Linked DNA regions of Ovis aries: region 1 is linked to region 2. Evidence: chromatin contacts called from public Hi-C data. All regions are on one chromosome and are shown on one strand. The core of a region is the stretch at or near the end of the contact, and the rest is flanking DNA. Distances in the headings are between cores, read along the strand shown. Region 1 holds the start of FGF7 (fibroblast growth factor 7). Region 2 overlaps ATP8B4 (ATPase phospholipid transporting 8B4 (putative)).

Region 1 (7,030 bases), core at 1,345-3,844, 630 kb after region 2:
TTGTGACTTTCTTTCCTTCTTTCTTCTTTACTCCTCACTTTCTTTGTTTCTTTATTTTTTACCTTAGAATTAGTGTTAGAAGTGAAATTATGTAGCATACTGGCTTTATGGTTCCTCAAGGTCAGTGCTAAACTGTGTTTCAAACTATGGGAAACTTTAGCACTTTGTGTATGTTTTAAAATACCTGAGTTTCATAGTTTCAAGAAATTTTAATACAAAATAAGACACATATATCTGAATGCATTCTTATTGTAGGTATTCCAATTTTAGATATTCTAATTGATCCCAAATAATTATGAATACTGTTCACGTTCACTGAATTTTGCATCTAATTTTTCACTTTTTCATTACTTGGTAAAAGCAGTCAAAAGGAATGAGCATATGGAAGAATTCTGCAGTGTTTAGGCTCAGTAACTTTACTACTACAATTTGAAATTAGTTCTGACAGCTCAACTTATCATTAAGATGATATTCACTTTCATCTCATTCAATAGGTATGGTAATTATATGACAATTTAGATTGTTCACATTTATGTTATATATTCCAAAGTTTAGAATAAAATAGACTGTAAGAACTAAAATGTATATTGGATCATCTGTACATATCCCACATCTTACAGATTGAAAAATGAGAATTGGAAAAAGTAAGGAGTTGTACCAGAGTCAGTCACAGGCAGGGATTGGATCTATCTGTCATAACTTCCACCTGGGCTCTGTTTTCTCCACCAAGTTCTGTTATCCATTATAAATCTCAGTAACTTTTAAATGGGCTTCCCTCATGGCTCAGATGGTAAAGAATCCTCCTGCAGTGCAGGAGACCTGGGTTCGATCTCTGGGTTGGGAAGATCCCCTGGAGAAGGGAATGGCTACCCATTCCAGTATCTTTCCTGGAGAATTTCATGGACAGAGGAGCCTGGCAGGCCACAGTCCATGGGGTCATTTATTGATATGAGCCAGATTCTTTTGCTCACATAGAAATAGCTATCCACAAAACTTTCCTCCAAATAGTTATTTCCTTAGCTAAACTTCAGTATAATCAGGACAATATTCTAGAACTAACATGATAACATTATTAATAGAGGTAATAATAACCATACTGTTAGCAATCCATTAAAATGGCCTTAACATTCTATATCAATTATAGTTTAAAAACTAGTTTCTCTCATTTTCATATTGGAAACATAATTCTCCATATTCCCATATTGGTTTATTATTAATAGTTTAGAAGCCTAAAAAACATTTATTAAATAAGCAGCAAAGTTTTAAATGTTCACTTGTAAGCCTGGCACTATGCTAAGCAAATGTTTACAGTATCACCCCCATGCATTCTTTTTCAATTAAATTTAACATATGTAACATTATAAAATGATATGTTATAACATTGTTCAAGTGCTGGTAATGCAAACAAAATTTCTTTTCACTCAGGGATTTTAAATTCTTAGTGTACATGTTCAGGTATATATTTTACTCCATAAAATTTAGTACTTTTGAAATTGGTTATTAATCATAACTGCTAAATGATCAATCCAAACCTGATACATCAACATAAAAAGAATAACTGATTTTGAAGAAAATATAATTATCTACATTTGAATCATGAAATTAATGTCTCTTCCAACTCACTTTTATTTCCTCCTTCACATTTATATTTCCCTTAAGGTAACATAGAACTTTTATGGCATAGGATATGAAGATTAAAAAAATGTTAGGAGGAGCCTGTTTTTGTGCCTAGGTAAATAATTAAGCAATCAAATACAAGTTCCTATGACATGAACAGATGAGGAGACCACAGATTCCTATCTGTTTTATAGTTATATACAATTGCACAAGTAATTTAGCACAATTCAGTATTTGACACCATGGAAATATTTCTTCAAGAGAAATCAAATTATTTTTTGAAAAAAATCTTTATTTCCTCAAACTAATGATAATGCATTTTTGGTGAGCATTCACTGAGTATTTTAGTAGAGTTCCTAGTGAGCTTTGCTAGAAGACAATAAATCACATTTCAGTATAAGTAGTAATATTTATTTTTTGCTTAACATATGAGTATTTGAGCTTAGGACATGGAGAATATATTTTCAAATTGCCTTGGTTTATCAGCTCCAACTGTAATATTATTATATTTGCCCTACTCCAGGAGATATTTTTAGGAACATAGTTTATCCCAATTAAAACCCAATAGAAAATTACATTTAATTGTTTTCCCAAAAAAAGGGAAATTGAGAAAGCATGTCACTTGAAAATTGATCTTTTCACAGATTGTTAAGGCTCATAAGCTTTTCTGTAAATAAGAAAACATTACTTACTGTAATTATTCTTCATCTCTTGAGTCCCTTTGACTTTGCCTCGTTTATCAATCCTCAGATACCACTGTGTTCGACAGAAGAGTCTTCTCACTCTTATATCTCCTCCTTCCATGTAATCATAACTTCTTGTATGTCGCTCGGGGCTGGAACAGTTCACATTTGTAGCCATTTGCTCTGGAGTCATGTCATTGCAAGCTAAAGATATAGTGCCCACTAGACAGATAATGTGGAAGCATGATCTGTAGAGCAAACTTGGCAGGATCCATGTCAGTATCCATTTGCGCATTATAGTATAGTGCTCCGGGTGTTCATGAATAACATAATGAAAATTAAATCTTGAGTTGATTGTTGCTCCTAGGTCATTGACCTCTTCCTATCTGTGAACTGTTTAAGGAAGAGCAGTTGCACTCTCCAAATTGTTAGCCTTATCCTTTTAGTTCCTGATAGCAGTATAGGAGTCCTCCTTAAATAACTCTCTGTTGGTATATCCTTATAAAAGCAGGTTGTAATAAACTCAGTTGCTGAGATGCTGTTTGCTACTTGACTTCTGTTTGCAATGAGAGATTAAGAATGGAGAGGGAGGAGAGAGAGGAAGATGAAAAGTGTATAAATTTCAGTGGGCAAATACTATTACAACATACTGTGTAATTCTTACTGTGAAGGTACATTTAAAACAGTTTTCACAGAGGATGTCAGGGTCCTTACCACTCTATTTGTAGACTTATAAAAATTCTATATTAGTAGAGATTAATCTGAACATGATTGTACCATTCATTCCAGTCCTTATTTGATAAGAAACATCTGGCAATTTAGAGCTGTTGATTTAAATTCAGTTCTAAAGTTCCTATTAACAAAATATAAATGCTTTTTCCTAGATGTCTTTATTCTTTTACGGTTGTGGTTTGACAGTCATTTTCTTCTGAACTGCCCACAGTTCTCAAGTTAAACATCAGAATTGCTCTGGAGAATTGCAACCTTATCTTTATGCAAGCTCTATAACGTAATTACTGTAGATAATCACACGGCTCAAAAGTCTAGTAACTTTACTTTTCCCCTCAGTACTAAAACCAGAGAAATAGATAAACTACTAACAAACATTTAGCATTATTTTTAAAGACAAGTAACAGTCACTTACTTGTTCTGTTGATAACAGCTGGATACACAAGAATTCCATGTCTGTTGTCTGCCCTGTGCAACTTGAGCCTCTCTACTGTAGCTACAAACTATTTCTCAGCTGAGAAATTCTCCAGCGGAATCATAATTGTTTCCATAAATCAACAGCAGGCAAGAGGATTTTCTCTGTGTGTGTGAGCGCGTGTGAGCTTGTGTGTGTGTGTGTGGAGCCTTTTATTCGGAGCTTTTCGATAAATACCTTTGCTGACCTCATTGGAAGCAATTAAAACTTAACCAGTAAGCTGTTGAATACAACAGTGAGAATAAAAGAGGCTTGTATAGTATTCATTCAGTGGTCATGAGAGGGAGCTATGAACATGGTTTATGCTCAGATCTACAAATGGGTACCTACTTTGTAGAAACAAATCTCTGACTCTGAAGCAGTTAGAAGGGGAAACAGAATTTTTTAGGTTGTCTCATAGCAGTTGAAATAAGTTGAAAAATATTGCTTTGACCATATATGTAAAGGGATCTTTTAACAGGAAATCTTTTACATAGATTTATGAAGCGTACATTGCTACTATTATTCCTTTGTGTTCAGAATGTTAGAATAAAACTCCTAATATGTATTAAGTCACACCTTAGTTTCTTCAAGAAGTATATAGCTGAGTTAAGGGGATATCTCTTCATAAAGAGATATTTCAGCATTGCTTATAACTTTATGTCTTATGTTGCTAGACTGAAAGTAAGAATAACAATATTCTTGCTTGAGTTGAGCCACTAATTACCAGTATGACCTTGGACAAGTCACCTGATGTTTCTGAATCTCAGGTACTATACTTGTAAAATTAGTCTAGGTGATTCTGTGGTGCCTTGTAGTTTTAAAATTCTGTAATCTGTTACTTACCCTACTAAGATCAGGAAGAGGATACATACTTTTAAAATTATTATTCTTAAAAATTAAAAATACAGAAAAATTTATATGGTTTTATATTGGTTATCAATGGTTGACTCTTGTCCTCAGTAAGAACACTGATGCAATAAATATATGTTCATTTAAAGATGGAATTTTAAGAGGTATAGCTCATGTAAAAAAAAAGAATGCTATTTTACTTTCCACCATGAGTTATTCTCCCCTTTTTTAACATGTATATATTAGTTTCCTGTTCTAGCATGTATTTTTTAGTATACTAGAGTTTCATTAGGTATTTGTTGCAAAATAATTGCATTGTTAATCTAAAGCAATATTTACATATTAACATTCTATTTCCCATGTTAATACTCTCAGTGTGTGCATGCACACACACACACACACACACACACACACACACACACACTCCACTTGAAATGCACTACTTTACCACCAGGTGGTGCACGTAAACCAAATAGGAAAAGAAAATCAAGTATTTCATACATTCAATTGTATCATAAATTATAATTTCCCTTTGTGTCTATGCTTTGGGGGAACAGAATCAAGAGCACAGCATAGTTTAAATTTACTCAATTACTCTTTAGGCACCAAATATGACTTTTCTAAGTTTATTAGAGCAGAAGGGGATGACCCTTCTATAATTGCCTCTGTTGAAAGCTAGATGACTACAAAATACTCCATCATGTATTTCTCTAAAAGGAGGAAGAGACAAAAAAGAAAATATGATGCTACTATGTTATAAATCATATCTCCATTAGTTTTGTAGGCAACAATAATGAACAGGGTTAGAACTCCTAGGACTCAGATATTCCTTCTAAAGAAATGAAAATTATTAACAGCTAATTTACATGTAGATATTCAAGAGCTACTAAATTCATCTGTTCCACATTGACCCTACAGATTTTATACTAAGAAATCATGGAATCAGAAAATTTGCTAATTAAGTGCTCAAGAATTAAATTCAAAAATGATGAAGAGTACTTAGTGCCTCACTTGTTGTATAAGGTTAATTATAAAATTAAAATTAGAAACAAAGTAAATATGAAATTGTAATCTGTTTACTCTAAGTTTATTATTGTTGTTGAGTCGCTGTCATGTCTGACTCTTTCTGACCCATGGACTGTAGCACGCCAGGCTTCCCTGTCCTTCACTATCTGAGTCTGTTCAAACTCATGTCCATTGAGTCAGTGATGCCATCTAACCATCTCATTCTCTGTTTCCCTCTTCTCCTTCTGCCTTTAATCTCCCAGCATCATGGTCTTTTACAGTGAGTCAGCTCTTCCCATCAGGTGACCCAAGTATTAGGGTTTCAGCTTCAGCATCAGTCCTTCCAATGAATATTCAAGGTTGATTTCCTTTAGGATGGACTGGTTGGATCTCCTTGCAGTCCAAGGGAATCTCAAGAATCTTTTCCAGCACCACAGTTCAAAAGCATCAATTATTTGACTTTCAGCTTTCTTTTTGTCCAAATCTCTCATCTGTACATGTCTACTGGAAAAATCATAAAAACTTTGACTATACAGACCTTTGTTGGAAAGTGATGTCTCTACTTTTTAATACACTGTCTAGGTTTGCCATAGCTTTCCTTCCAAGGAGTAAGCGTCCTTTTAATTTCATGGCTACAGTCACCATCCGCAATGATTTTGGAGCCCAAGAAAAGAATATCTGTTACTACTTCTACTTTTTCCCCATCTTTTTGCCATGAAGGGATAGGACTAGATGCCATGATCTTCGTTTTTTGAATGTTGAGTTTTAAACCAGCTTTTTCACTCTCCTCTTTCATCCTCTTTAGTTCCTCTTCACTTTCTGCCAGAAGAATGGCATCATCTGCATATCTGAGGTTGTGATATTTTTCCCAGCAATCTTGAGTTCATTAGATGCCATTGTACATTGTGATTTGAAAATATGAGAGCAGTAATATTAGTGAATGGATTAAATCTTAACAAGGGGATAGGTATCCTTTGATTATCAGTTTACATAATGCTTGCGTGCATGCTGTCGGCCTACAACCACCACAGCCATAATGAAGAGCCTTACTTATCTCTTATTATATTTCAAAAGGAATTATCCAGAAACAAAACTAACTTAGGTATCTCTAGATGGGGTAAACCTTCTGGTTTTTTTAAATTTCATACTAGTAATAACATTAACAAGTATTTATTGTTCTTGTTTTAATGTACACATAATGACAGGCTAAGCACATAAAATACTTTACAGAAATGCTCTTTTGTTTTTTCCAATTTGAGTTAACTTCATTTTTAATTGGAAACATCTCTCTCTCTTGAGCTTTAAACTTGTAAAGCAAAGGATTAAATTTGTAAAACAAAGAATTCTTGCATCTATTTCTAAAAGTTCACTTTTTAAAAAACTGTTCTTAGTAAGTAGAGATTAGTACCTGGGATTCTTCAAAAAAGAAACAGTGCTAATACTTGCCTACTTTGATTTGGTGATAGACTATATGAAAAGAATACAAATAATCTATTTCAGTAAATATCATAAAAACATAGGTAGTTGTTAAAGTAATGATTAACCTTCTAGTTTTGCTTAGGCAACTTCCATTATGTCCTTATTTCAAAAAGAGGTAAATGATAGAAAATATTTTTGTTTAATGAATTTTGCATTCTAGTCAGTAATTTTAAAACTATGTCACATTCATAAGTATGTATAATATAATTAA
Region 2 (6,282 bases), core at 1,127-3,626:
TGGTTTAAAAGTCTTTTATGTTGTACATGTCTAAACACCCTGGAGACAAAAAAATTAGTGTGATTAAATTAATCTCAGAGGGAAATTTAATGTGTTCCCTTGGTAATTGTCCAATATTAGCTTTTTGTAGATAAGTTACTAATCAGAAGCCACTTACTAGCTCTAGAACAGTCCTTTGGATGCTGGAACGCTAAACCAAGGACTGAGAGTAGAAAACAGAGCAAGGTTTATGACACTGCCAGGCAGATTTGCTCTGAGGTGAGACTGAGGCCTTCCTGAAAGCTTGCTGCCACTGTATGTTTCTGAGACCTTAGATGGGAAATGATGCTCCCTAGACAAGCCCTGTGACGCTCTCCCTAGATTGAAAAGGCTGAGAGCGACTGTTCCAGCTGATTAAATTAGTGTGCGTTGTCCATTGTGCTTTAGTTTAGGGAGGCTCTTTCCTTCACCAGTTGCAGAATGTTCTATGAGGATCAATGAGTTCATTGATCAAGAGGGAATCTAAAGACTCCTTGTTTCTTACTCATTTCTCAGGAAACATATACCATTAGGGAGAATACATAACTCCATGAAACATAGCTTTTATGAGCAATGCTTGCAACTGCTGCAAGCCTCAGTTTCTTCATCTGTAAAATGGGCTGAAATTATAACAGTTCACTGGTTTTTTCTCTTTTAAAGATCACCTGAGATGATGTATGTACAGTGCTTGTCATATGTAACACCTGTTAGCTGGTGTTATTGGGAGACACAGAAACACCATCACAGACGGAGTCATGCATGTCCGTTTTGTGTCTAAGTCTTGATGACACATACTCAGTCTCTCAGTTGTACCCCACTCTTTGTGACCCCATAGAATGTAGCCCTCCAGGCTCCTTTGTCCATGGAATTTTCCAGGCAGGAATACTGGAGTGGGCTTCCATTTTCTTCTCCAAGGGATCTTCCCAATCCAGGGATCGAACCTACATCTCTTGAGTCTCCTGTGTTGGCAGGCAGATTCTTTACCACTAGTGCCACCTGGGAAGCCCTTGATGACACATGGGCCACACTCATTTCCTTTGACCATGACAGTGTTTTGTCTGGCAGTCTTCAAGCTTTTTGAATATGCGTCTTGTGAAAAGTAAACCTTCCCAATATTCTCATATATATATATATATATATATATATATATATATATATATAAAATTGTAATATTTGGGCATACCTGGTGGCTCAGATGGTAAAGAATCTGCCTGCAGAGCAGGAGACATGGGTTTAATCACTGGGTCAGGAAGATCCCCTGAAGGGCATTGCCATCCACTCCAGGATTCTTCCCTGGAAAATTCCACAGACTGAGGAGTCTTAAATATATATGTATTTATATAGATGTATTTATGTATATGTTTATATGAATATGTGTATTATTGTTGTTTAGTTGCTAAGTTGTGTCCAAATTTTTTGTGATCCTTTGAACTGTAGCCCGCCAGGCTCCTCCATCCATGGGATTCTCCAGGCAAGAATACTGGAGTGGGTTGCCATTTCCTTCTCCAGGGGATATTCCTGACCCAGGGATCAAACCCATGTCTCCTTCATGGACAGGTGGATTCTTTACCACTGAGCCACAAAGAAGTCCATTAATGTGTATACATATATAATAAAGACAGTCTGTACTTTGCACATTAGGAACCATTTTTTTTGGAAATCCTAACTTTTGAATATTTTGTTAAAATATATATGGGAGTGTGTGTGTGTATACACACACACACACATATATGTTTTATTTATTTATTTATTTTTTTTCTGCTATCCTGAAGGACTGTTTGGGGCATCCTTGGGGGACAGGTGCCCCAGCATTCTTATCAGATAGTGAAATCTTGAGGTTGCATTAACCTGGAAAGCCAAACAAGCAGCTTCTTAAGGAGACTCTAGTCAGGGAAGGTGCTCCTGCTCTGTTGCTCACTGTTCTCTTCATGGCACAGATCACTTACTTACTTTGTGTTATCAGTTTACAAGTTTATTGTCTGCCTCTCTCCCTACATCTAAAGTGCAAACTTCCTCTCAGAGGGTAGGGTCTTTGTTTATTCACATCGGTAGTCCTGGCTCCACGATCCAGTGCCTGACACATAGAAGGTCCTAAATTAAATGAAAAGATAAAGGTTCAGGGACGTGTCCCTTTGTTCTTTTCCTCCCACACATGTTTTTGTTCATGGTGGGGAGCCGAAGCTTAGGAGAATGTTCTGAAGCTGCTGATAGTGATGGTGTTGGTGCTGATGATAAGGATTTAGCGGTTCTCAGTAAAGCCTCATCTGTGTGTTGACCCTCCCTCTGTAGTTATCACTTCTCCATTCCTTCCAAATAGGAACACTTGTGGGCTCCTCACTGGGCAACTTTTGACTAATACTGAGGAGTTGTGGTTCTCCCTGGTACCAGTGAGGCACCAGACACCGGATCTCCACACCCGCTTGCCCCATACATGCATTCTTTTGGGATCTTTGCATAAACATGGGCGTTGCACATATTTCCGTGTGATGCAAATGCCTTTAGGCCACTTCCTTTTTAATGCAAGTAGTCTGTGGACACAGTCTCTTTTTGGTTTTCATTTTATGGTTTAAAGATAATCCCTCCCTTAGTCGGGGCTATTTCTCTCTCTGGAATCCAGGATGTACTATAACAACACTATATCTGCCTCCTCTTCTGGAAAGAAAAATAGGCTTTGCCCCTTCAAGATCTTGAGTTACTTTTTATAACTGTCATGGAATAAAAATGTTTCATCAAATTTGGGAAGATCTTTTGCTAGTGCTTAAACTTTGGTACTCATTGCGAAAGTTCCTGGGGTTTGGCCTGTGGGATTTACAGATGCAGGCAGTGTCCCCAGACAACCACCGAACGCGGTTAGGCTCAGCCTTCCATGACTCACCCTTCAAGGCAAATATAGAGATAAAAGTAAATTATTATATAAAAATGTAAACTGATCTTTTATATTATGTTATTAAGACTCTTACCTGGGATTTGATTGGTTGGGAGTAAAAGAAAAATCAACTCAAATTAACACAGACAATGTAAGACATGGACATATGATATAACTAAAGAGTTGAGAGGTAGGGTTCTTCTCAGAAGAGGCTTGGTTTGATTTCATTCTCAGTGTTTCTTGGCCCTGCATCTTCAGTGTAGAATTTATTCTTGGCAGCCGCCTCCATTCATGGTCCCAAGATGCTGTCAGTGACTCCTAAGGCTACTTTCTTCCAGGTTGGACTTCAGTAGGAGAGAAAATGCCTATATTGCCAGCAAATTCCCAAAACTGATATATTAGTAAGACTATAATCACATGATGTAGGTCATGTGCTGATCCTTGAATTCAAATTTGTAATTAGAAGAGTAGGCCATGTAATTGATTTAAACTAATCTGGCAACCCACTCCAGTATTCTTGCCTGGAGAATCCCAGGGACAGAGGAGCCTGGTGGGCTGCTGTCCATGGGGTTGTACTGAGTCGGACAGGACTAAAGCGACTTAGCAGCAGCAGCAGCAGCAGCAGAAGGCCTGACCTTGGAGTTATGGTTGGGAGTTGAGTCAATCTAGGTCACAGGACTAAGAAATTTGGGGCACTGTTAGCTGACGTGAAGGGGGAAATACTTGTTATACCTGGCATTGAAACAGGACTGGGTTGGGAACACTGAGGTTGGTTTTTTATTTTTTACTTTTTCTATCTGTTGTGTCTGGCACTCTTCAAATATTAGGGTTAGTTTCCATTTTTGGTTATGGTATCCATTACTGATGTCTGTTAGTGTTTCTGGCTTTCCGCCTTATGGACACATGGTTACTCTTTCTGGTCTATAAGCTGTGAGCATTTCAGTTGAAGCATTAACTTGTGGGTGTGATACTATTCAGAGTGTTCTCTTTGCCTCCATTAATGCAACTGGAAGTGTTTGAGATGGTGGTTGGTCCATTATAAGTAACTATGATGAGCAGATCTCCTTGCTGGCTCATGCTAGAGAATTATTATGAGTAAAAACAAACAAACCCTTATTATGTTAAACCATGAAAATTCTGAAATTGTTGGTTACTGTGGCATACCTGGTTTATCCTGTCTAGGACACTGGATTTCCTAAACCCATTTGGGTTATTTGAGGGGCTGCTCACAAATATCTTGTATATGTATAATTTTTTTTCCAACTTAACAAAATTGCTTTCATGCCTATGATACCATCTTATCTGCACAGCGATTGTGTAAATGTAATGAGAAATATTACTCCATTTTGCCAGTGGAAGAATTGAGGCAAACTCCTGAAATGCTCTGTCTACTAGTTTAGCAGTATCTACTACTTTCTATTTGCTTTGTTTTCTTAATCAATATGATTGCAAGATAAAATCAGATTATAAAAAATTATGCTTTTCATTTTATGAATATTTTATTTGATGGCCCCCTCTTGAAGAATTTGTCATTTTCTTACTTTATTCTTCCCCTCCACCAAGTAGTCAGTGTTGTAAATGTTAAAGACTTTTGCTGTTTCTGTTGGAGAGCTAAACTAAGGGAGTGGTTAGCTGAACTATTTGCCTACATTGAGCTTTGAGGGGGACTGAAAGGAGTTCAAGGAAGCTGTGGTTATACACTAGACAGTAGGTAACTGGGGCTCCTACTGAGGAGGTTGACTCAAGAGGAAAGGGTAGGCGTATAGTATTTCTTCTGGTCAGAAAATGGCAGCAGGCCAGAAGTAGAGTACAGGAGAAAGCAAGGGCTGATTGCTCTGAAAGCAGAAGAGACATCTACTTTGCAGTGAATTGGGGAAGCTCAGATGGTAAAGCGTCTGCCTACAATGTGGGAGACCCGGGTTGCATCCCTGGGTCGGGAAGATCTCCTGGAGAAGGAAATGGCAACCCACTCCAGTATTCTTGCCTGGAAAATCCCATGGACAGAGGAGCCTGGTAGGTTACACAGTCCATGGGGTCACAAAGAGTCGAACATGACTGAGCAACTTCACTTCATTTAGTGGTAAAGAGAATGGGCTTTGAAAACAGAGAGACTTGATTCAAATCCTGGTTCCACTACTTAAAAACTGCAGTCTTGTGTAAACTACTTAATATTGCTGTATTAATATCTTGGATTTCCCTTCTATAGAAGGGGGATAATAGTACCTATTTCATAAGGATGTTGCTGTTAGAACAATACACATAGTAAGAACTTGATAAATACAGAAACTATTATTATCTCATTGCCACCCTTCTGCCACCATGCCAGTCTAAGCCATCCATCATCTCTCATCTGTAAATAATTGAAAGACCTTCTCATTGGTCTTCTCACATCTATTCTTTGTCATCACCATCTTTGTCCCAGGCGCCTCCCACTGCCCCTTGTAGTTAGGGTAATCTTTTAAAATTAGAACCTCATTAGGATTACTTAAGACTTAACAGTAAAGGCTAAAATCCGTAGTATTGATTGTGAGAAACTTCTCTAATTACAGTTTGTGCTGACCTCTCTCGTCTAGCTTCATAATCCCTCTTTTACATCCTCAGGTGTGCCACCTTCTGCTTATCTCAGGGCTTTGTTTTATGATATTTCAGAGAAGCAATGCCTTTACCTCTTTCTGATGTTGCCTTCTGGGTGGAAAGGTCTCTACTAGGGTGATGTTTCTCTGTCCACCCCTTTTTCTCACTCTGCCCCATGAGATGTGGAGTTATTTCCCTGATGCATCAATCTTGGGTAAATATCTGAGCTTCTTCAGCTCAGCTTTGCCCTCTTCCTCTTGGAAGTGAGCTTCCTAAAGGAAGCAGGCAGTTCCTGATGCTTTTCTAGGGACAAGCTCTTTCTTACCATGTGGAAGGTCTGTTCTAGTCCCAGATTACTTATGTCTGTGTGGTTAAACCTACCTCCTTGTGGGGTCAGTTGACTAGTCCACTTGGCTAACAGACTAAAGCCATGACTTCCAGCCTGATGTCTGTCAGCACTAAAGAAGCTCTACAGATTCCCCCCATGTACTCCCACCTCCTTGGTTTCTTTCTCGTCCACTTCCTCCTCCTTTCTTTCAAGTTGGGTTATTTCTAGTGGTCCTTGGTAGAAAAGTAGTGCAAAGAGGATAGTGGAGAAGCTCTTCCACGTTATATTATAGAATGAGTTGTCCAGTATAACAGTAAGCCAATAGGCTGGCTCAAGGAAATGGCCAAATATCACAGCCTAACTGATGGTCACATTCTTGGATAGGGCAGTAGAAATGGAAGCATTATTTATCCCTTTTCATTGAAAAACAAAGGTAAAAGGGTGTGGAGATTCTCCAGGAGGGGGAGCCCTCGTTCCTTGTTCCCAGTCAGCTATG

What was found. Hi-C and Micro-C count contacts between places; a contact is called where the count stands out from the background.
Region 1: a Hi-C map of tail adipose tissue shows a contact between it and region 2, with 2.8 times the contacts expected there. The contact joins the promoter of FGF7 here to the enhancer-like site in region 2. A contact is called at or near these places in 2 of 16 Hi-C or Micro-C datasets (both in tail adipose tissue).

The regions. Positions count from the first base shown.
Region 1 is chr7:58,987,386-58,994,415 of ARS-UI_Ramb_v3.0, forward strand. It overlaps FGF7 (fibroblast growth factor 7), which reads right to left and starts at 2,595. Exons shown (of 5, transcript NM_001009235.2): 1 at 2,336-2,595; 2 at 2,322-2,333; 3 at 2,310-2,320. The coding sequence starts at 2,595. All of the region lies in intron 11 of FAM227B (family with sequence similarity 227 member B), which reads left to right.
Region 2 is chr7:58,360,680-58,366,961 of ARS-UI_Ramb_v3.0, forward strand. The region is part of intron 3 of ATP8B4 (ATPase phospholipid transporting 8B4 (putative)); the gene reads left to right. Among named protein-coding and RNA genes, the nearest start is that of ATP8B4, 74 kb to the left of the region's middle. Within about 2 kb of position 2,377, at least 4 of the 54 cell types and tissues checked have an H3K27ac peak or open chromatin away from gene starts, as enhancers often do. A contact at or near this core is called in tail adipose tissue, where this site is marked.